Regions from separate parts of the Mus musculus genome. Here region 1 is linked to region 2. Evidence: chromatin contacts called from public promoter capture Hi-C data. All regions are on one chromosome and are shown on one strand. The core of a region is the stretch at or near the end of the contact, and the rest is flanking DNA. Distances in the headings are between cores, read along the strand shown. Region 1 overlaps Tenm4 (teneurin transmembrane protein 4). Region 2 overlaps Tenm4 (teneurin transmembrane protein 4).

Region 1 (3,943 bases), core at 717-3,216, 82 kb after region 2:
CAGGAGAGGCAGGAGAGGCAGGAGAGGCAGGAGAGGCAGGAAGAGAGGCAGAGGAGGCACAGAGAGGCAGAGAGGCAGAGAGGCAGACAGGCTGACAGGCTGACAGGCAGACAGGCAGACAGGCAGACAGGCAGACAGGCAGACAGGCAGACAGGCAGACAGGCAGACAGGCAGACAGGCAGAGGCAGAGAGGCAGAGGCAGAGGCAGAGGCAAGCAGGGGTCTCTATGAGGTCAAGGCTAGCCTAATCTATATAATGAGTTCCAGGCCAGCCAGGGCTATATAGTAAGACCCTGACCCTGTCTCAAGATAAATAAAATAGTTAGAATACCTACTAATAATTCTGTTTGGATAAATGTTTATATGTTATGCTAGAGCAACTATTAGAAACCTAAAAACTAAAACAGATAAGCCAAGGGTGTGGTGGAGATATAGGGGTCAGGAGAGAGTTCTAGGCCAGTTTGGGCTGTTGAAGATCCTGTTGTTTTTTTGTTTGTTTGTTTGTTTTTTGTTGTTGTTGTTGTTGTTTAAAAATTGAATCAGACACAAATAGACATCATTAATAAGTCAGCAATCAAAGATAAACTAGAAGATTAAGAAAACACCCAGAGTTCAGTTGGTAGAGTACTTTCTAACATGCACAAAGCCCTGGGTTAAATTCCAACATTCAGGAGGTTGAGTCTGGGTGATCAAGAGTTCTACATCATCTTTGACTGCTTAGTGAGTCTGAGGCTAGCCTGGGATATGTGATACCACCACATCTCAAAATGTGTATGTGGTAGTGGTGGTGGTGGTGGTGTGTACATGCATACCATACATATTATATGTATGCATGTATGTATGTATGTATGATATGTATGTTCATACACACACATCCATACCACCACCACCAACGGTGACGTGAGATACACATACCTAACATAGCTCATGCTGGTTCCCTTTCTGCCCTTTTGCTTTAAAGGGAAAGTCACCTTTCATTCCTCTGAAACCAACTTGAGTATAGAGTGTCTCAAGGGTCCTGCAGACCTCTCAGACTGCTACCGTCCCTCAGCAGGCGACACAGGGAGAGCTCTGTGGGATCCAAATAAAGCCAGCCAGGTCCTTGTGAGAATTTACACTGAGAAAACCTGCTAACCTCGTGATCGAGCCATTCACCCCCTTTTTGCAACTGTTCCCTTCACCCCACCCCTCCCGGTTCCAGACATGAGAATACAGAAATTATTCCCGCCCTCCAGAATTCCTCACTATCAGAGGAAATGCACACTCTGGTCCATCGTGAGGGGCCATGAGGAAGATTTGCACAGATGGCCATTAAATCACAGAAGGCTAGCAACCGGCTCTGCCCACAGGGTTCTGGGAAGCCTTCAGGGAGTAGCGGCTGATCCTCGAGGCTGGCTCCTGTATAGGTTGCATCAAGTAGTAGGGAGAAAGGCATTCTGGAGAGAGGGGTCAACATTCACAAAACTGGAAACAGGGCATTGTGGCTAGCTCACAGATGCTATAGCTGAAAGCAATAGGAGAATTCCCTTTTTTCCAGGGGAAAAAGCATCTAGGTTGTTCTATTAAGAGGAAGAGTCCCAGTCAAGGACTAGAAGGAGACCAAGGTGGTACACAGATGTCATGGAAGCATACCTGGGACCTGGGGGGTAAACACATATATTTTGACAGCGTTGCCAGCCTTTACCATGCTCAACTTGGCTGCTAGCACTACAGAGCCTTGACAGACTAGGATGACATTTCCATTACATCTGTCTGCACAAAGCACGCCCCCTGCCTCACCCTCCAGTGGGTTTCCTGTGAGACATTTTGGCATGTTACTATAGCTGGGGAGAAAAAAAATACTGTAATAGGAAATGTAATTTTCCATAAAAAAATTGTTAAAGCTTGCCAAAAATTACTGCCCTCCCCCTCTTCCTTTGTACACAACCATATGCATATAGTCTCCTTCCAGAACAGCACTGGCGTGATTAAACACTCCCTGCCGAGCACTCGCAGATACGGTCTCCTTTAAGCCTGGCAACAGCTCTGTGAGATCACGACAGACAATTATCTGCATTCTACAGATGAGACACGTGAGACCCTGGAGGACCAAGGGTCTGCAAAGAGTCACACGGGACAGGGCTCTCTGGTTTCAGAACATTTCCCGTGATAATCACCCAGCCTCTAAATCCTGCTTTCTAACACAGCTCTCAACTATCCAAGGGGCACCTTACATTTTCAGTTTGTGTTTCATTTCCCAGACAGTTAAATCCAGCAAATATCATATTGGTTATCCCTTCTCTGTGCCAGACCCACGCTAAGGATCCAAAAGGGAAGAAGGCTTGGCGCCTGCCTTCATGGAACACATGCCCCCTTTCACAAATGTCCTTGACTGTGAGCCCACCTTAAGAAAAAGAGTTGTGGAGCTAGAAACGTAGCTCAGTCTGTAGGGTGCTTGTTAGCATGTGTGAAGTCCTGGACTCCATCCCCAGCACCAAATAAAGTAGGTGTTGTGTTTGCATTCCTGTAACCTCCGTATTCCAGAGGTGGAGGCTGGGGGATGGGAAGTTCAAGGTCACTCTTGCCTACACAGCCTGAATAGGAGGTGAGAACCTACCTCGAAAAAGAAAAAAAAAATCTATTTTATATCACTATAAAACACTAAAACCAAAGGTTTGCACAGCAGTCCTTAAGTTTGGTATCTATATATTTTTCCAGTCTAGTGTATTCCACTTCAACAAAAATACTGGTCATGACCCCAAAATTGATTTTACCTACGAAGTGGATCCTGTGGCACATGAAAAAGATATTTGCCATCTAAACAATCAAGCTTTCAGAACATCAGAAATGCTTTGCAGTGGCTAATGTGATTCTGCTGACTCTCACTATACCTCACCTTTTACCTTCTCTGTGGGCTAACCGTATCCTCAAACATACTCAAAGGTCCTGAGGTGTACTCCGCCTAGGTAGGCCTGGGTCATGAGACAATGGAGCAATTACCAGGATTGAAGAGGACAGAATGCACTGATTGGATGATCCTGGATCACATGGTCCAACAGAGAAAGAGTGCAGAATTGGATCATGGGGAGGCGACCCTAAAATGTCCACCATGGGTCTGTGTCACACATCATCGTGCTGAGTCTTGGCCTGAGACTTGCGCTTGGGGGAAACCCACACAGACAGCGAAGTTCAGGATTGATAAAGTAACCCTTCCACAAAGACACTGGGAAGCCAGCCTTAGAACCTGTGGTGTCAGACTTCAGAATACTTAGCAGTTTTGGGGTTTTTGTTTTTGTTTATTCTAATACATTCTGTGAAGAACAAAGGCATGCGCTGGTGAAAGGGCTTCATATCGCTTGTGTTTTATTCCTCCCCTGCGGCAGCAGTGCCTTTTGGGACTGACAGGTAACTCACGGAGCTTTTCAAGAGGAAGGAAGCACTTGCCCCTGAGGTTGTAAGAGTACAATTCCCAGCTCTTCTGAAAAGCCTGGTAGGAAAGCTAGCTAATAAATAGATCTCTGACATTTTCCTGAAAGACATGATAGCAAAGCTTCCGCCTTCTGTCTTCCATCACTCATAGGTCAAGCCCAGCCCTCTCCTGTGCCCCCTGCTTTCCTAGGGACTGAGCGCTATTCCAGATAACCACAAAATCCCTATGCACATTCTCAGCCTCAAGCAAAAGGGCTTTGTGAGGTGTTCTCTCCGTGTGTGTGTGTGTGTGTGTGTGTGTGTGTGTGTGTTCTGTTTGTTTTAATTTCCCAAAGATCTGTGTGCAGAGAATCCTAGGATGAAAGACTCCTGGAAACTCAAGTGAGAAAAGGGCCATGGACAAAAGCCTTCCAAGCCTCTGTTATAAATTAAAAAACAGGGATCTTGGGATACATAATGACAGAAACACACACACACACACACACACACACACACACACACACACACACATACACACACACACCGTGAGCTAGTAC
Region 2 (3,969 bases), core at 1,262-3,761:
CCAGCTGAGTTACTGCATGTGGCCTTATATACATCTAGAAGGCTGCTTCTTCCCATATAGACTTCTGCTCTTCCAAAAATGTGGAGATTGTTGCCCAGAAATGAAGAGGCTTTGAAAAATTGTCTCAGAGGCTTCTAGAGCCTAGGAGAACTCCAGTGTCATTTGACAGCTTGTAGCTCAGTGGTGGATTTGTAGGGTGACATTGAGAGGAACATGGTATTGATGTCCCTCACCATCTCCTCGGAGAAGGACACAAGAGCTTAGCTTCTATTCTACCCAGATCATGCCACTGGATAAAACGGTCTGCTAGTGGCTCTGAGGCCTGGCCTGACTGCATTACAGCCTTTGCTATACCCAAACCTCAGACCTGGCTCCCTTGTCAACCACCAAGGTCCTTCAAGCTACCTGAGAACTCCCATTTCTTCCTCCCCCCTTTACCCCCCCCCCAACTTTCTAGGCTTAAAGTAATCTTTTTAAAATTCAACTTGAATTCCAAGGTTCATTAAGAATGCTATTCCAGTGTTTTTAATCTGTGAGACAAAAAAAAAAAAAAAATTTGCCCATATGGTTGAATTGGGAGAGTATTATTGGTTTGTTTTGTCTTCACGTGTGGTTGGTTGTTCTCTGAATTGAAAAGCAGAAAGCATCCTGAATATGACTAGGAAGCAGCTGGTCTCCTAAGCTTCTGTGGAGTTGCTCTGTGCCTCTTGAATGCCTCAGATTTCACCCAAGGGAGCTGGCTGCTGAGTGGGCCCAGAGGGGCAAGCACTAGGACCCTGACACTAGCTTAGCACCAGTTTCTCCGTGAGTCTCAGTTGCAGATGATAGCTACCTTCTTCATCTCTTACCCTGTGCAAATTCCTGCATGAAATGCTATCACATGCATCTTCTCAAATGACACACAGTGACCATCCATGAGAATTCGTCTCACCCCCATCTCAAAGACGGTGAAATGGTAGTTCCTCCATGCAGAGTGACCGTGAACTATGGAGGTGATGCCTCCCTTGCAGGGTCACAGTAAGAACTACAGGTTTGACTTTAAAGTGCCTGTGATTGGTCAACATAACACAAAGATGAAAAGCCTGGCCCCTGGATTCAGATTCCAGGCTCTTCTTACTGTGTGATGTCCAGTGAGTTACTCAACTTGTTATTTGTAAGTGTCAGCTCTCTTCCTGATCCTTTCTGCCCGAAATCACAGGGCATTGTGTTTATCATAAAATATATATTTATGTATAACTATTTTTCATTGAAATTTTGCCCTCTGTGAAGTTTTTTTTCTGTCTTCTTGCACATGGAGGTACCATATTTTTTTCATTCTTTGTGAATCTTGACTATTTTTCCAATTTTCTTTATTAAAATCTGTCTTGCATGCTGGGTCTGGTGATTCACACCAATAATTAGGAGACTAAGGCAAGAAGATCATAAGTTTAAGGCTAGCATGGGCTACCAAGTAAGACCTGGCCTTGAGAAAGAAATGTATCCTAAACAATTACATATTTGTGGAATAAAAAGTCTACATGTGCATCATTTCACTGCTCCTCCCAACACACTTGTAGGCAGAAACATTTACATACAAGGAAATGGAGTCTAGGAGAAATGCAGTTAAGATATGAAGCCTCACACAGCGGATCAGCAGGAGAGCTAGACCAGGCAGGAGCTATAAAGATGCCAGAATAAAAGCTCTGCTGGAATTTAAGCAGTCAGATCCTTTTTGATAAGGTTTCTCTAAGCAGCTTCAATGTGTAATAATCTCTACTGAGGCTCTTGGCACCTTGAAAGACAATCATGGCTGGCGATGCCCAAATTGACAGATGCAGCCCAGGAGAAATTTCAAGAAAAGGGAGAGCAAAGTTCCCTGTCTCCCCTTCTGCCCCTACCCCCCATCTCCCACTGTGAGGATGGAGCGTTCACACAAAGCCCTACAATCTGGTCACCCTCCAGACTATCTCTAAACCACGTTTCTCATGATAAGAGACAAGAAAGAAATTGACCTTTAAAAATCTTGTGTTCCAAAGAGCAGATAAAGATTTCACAAGTCCTTTTGAAAGAAGGCACAGAATCCATTATAGCAAATGACAAAAACTTCTCTGGGATGTGTACAGAAAGGGGGAGGGGCCACACCCTTCTCTCCTTCCCCAGGGCCTCCCCCAGGGCTGCTCACAGCTTCCTGTAGGACAGCTAGCTCTGCGGCCGGACTGCACAGAACAGCAAGATGAGGCTGGCTGATGCAAGCTGGCAGAAAGACAGATGGGCTCTTCCCTGACTTGCACTTACCAGTTTAAGGAGCCCTGTAAGCAGCCGCAGTAAAACTGCTTATTCTTAGCAATCCTAGTCTGCTTTTAAGCATTCTCTCTCTTCCAGGATATATCCCACCCCGGGCTGGGGAGGATCCCTACCTGGGAGGTCTTCACCATCTCCTGGGCTTCCCTTCTTCCCAGAGAGAGGGATGAGCTCTTCCTGCGTGGCTCCGGCCACAGCTCCCACCCCCCATGGGCCTGGCCACACTGATCTGTTAGACTTGGGAGCCTCACACAGTGAGTCATGAGGTACTCAGAAAATACCAAACCTTTCAAACCACAGAGTCTCCAAAATTACAGACTGATTTCTTCTTCCCCAGGATTTACTCTTCTGTTCCAAAGCATGGCTTCTCCTTGTCATACATGTCTTCTAAAACTTATCATCTCTGCCTAAGAAAATTGAGTTATGCAGGAGCATACACATATACAAATGTACACACATACAAACATACTTAAATACATATATACATACACACAAATACATAAACACAGAAATACATACACACATACATATATATAAAGACATACATACATACATACATACATAAATACGCATATATACATACATGCATGCACACAGATACACACATATTGTGGAACAGGCATATTCATATGCTACCTTCAAAAACAAAGTTTTTTCCTAAATGCCAGTCTTGTATAATGCTTTGTAAATGAAGTTTGTGGGCCCCATTCATTTCAAAATAGGTGTCTCACTTAAATACGATGGTAGACAAGTTGCCTGCATTCACTGCTCAGCAAGCATTTGCCAAGCATACAAAGCATCAGCATAACAGGGTACAGGCAAGCAGAATTTCTGGTCTGGTATCAGTCGCTAACCCACCGTGCACACAGTGAGCAATTCCATAATCCCGAAGTTTCTGGTAAGAGTGTGGCTTATGTGATATCTCCTTTTCAATGATACTAGTTTGAAAGCTCCTTGAGAGCTCTAGTACCTTACCTTTCATGTGTCACCATAGTTGGCTTTATCCATCTCAGTCCTCTGAGGTCACTCTGTACCCAGAATCCTGCCTGGAATGTATGCAGAGGAAGAGATCAGGGCTCCATCAAATGGCTACTGGTTGCCAGGATACCAGGATGCTTGCTAACAGGAAGTACCTGTCAGAAGCCACTAGTAACTTTCCTTGGCTGAGTCCTTACATAGGAGCTTCTCACTGCCACCCCCTCTACCCCCATATCATGTGAAGTAGGTTTCACATTGATTCATTTAACAGGTGAAAGTAAAAGCTCGGAGCTTTTGCTGGACATTTATTTCCAGCAAAATACCCAAGTAGGTCATCATAGCACCCTATTGACCACAAAATACAACAATTTCCTTTTAAAACTCAGCAAAGGAGAAAGTAGGGGAGACAAGGGTGCCCTGAAACTCAGAAATAAAATGAAACTGAAAGCCAGGGCAGCAGGCACAGAGCTATGACACACTCATGGTGACAGGGGTATGTTCACAGTAGGACACTACTGCTGACACTAAACAGAAAACTGAAGAGCCGAGAGGCTCGATTTAAAGTATGTGCCCGCTAGAGCAAAGGGCATGGCACGGAGGCTTTTCTCAGTCTCAGAGCCAGGGGACAGAAGAGCCATCAGTGAGAGACAGCGCTTACACCACAAAGGTCCTGGTCTGATCTTGCTTGCCAGAGTACTAATGCCAAGCTAA

Evidence for each region. Promoter capture Hi-C pulls out the DNA fragments that hold promoters and counts their contacts.
Region 1: a promoter capture Hi-C map of hippocampal neurons shows a contact between it and region 2, with 2.2 times the contacts expected there. The contact joins two enhancer-like sites. A contact is called at or near these places in 10 of 39 promoter capture datasets (3T3-L1-derived adipocytes, the HPC-7 cell line, cranial neural crest and 7 more), 1 of 484 Hi-C or Micro-C datasets (erythroblasts) and 3 of 115 datasets of contacts at active chromatin or transcription factors (all in embryonic stem cells).

The regions. Positions count from the first base shown.
Region 1 is chr7:96,897,400-96,901,342 of GRCm38.p6, forward strand. The region is part of intron 31 of Tenm4 (teneurin transmembrane protein 4); the gene reads left to right. Among named protein-coding and RNA genes, the nearest start is that of Gm22226, 21 kb to the right of the region's middle. Within about 2 kb of position 1,967, at least 31 of the 459 cell types and tissues checked have an H3K27ac peak or open chromatin away from gene starts, as enhancers often do. A contact at or near this core is called in hippocampal neurons, where this site is marked.
Region 2 is chr7:96,814,995-96,818,963 of GRCm38.p6, forward strand. The region is part of intron 18 of Tenm4 (teneurin transmembrane protein 4); the gene reads left to right. Among named protein-coding and RNA genes, the nearest start is that of Gm15413, 15 kb to the left of the region's middle. Within about 2 kb of position 2,512, at least 102 of the 459 cell types and tissues checked have an H3K27ac peak or open chromatin away from gene starts, as enhancers often do. A contact at or near this core is called in hippocampal neurons, where this site is marked.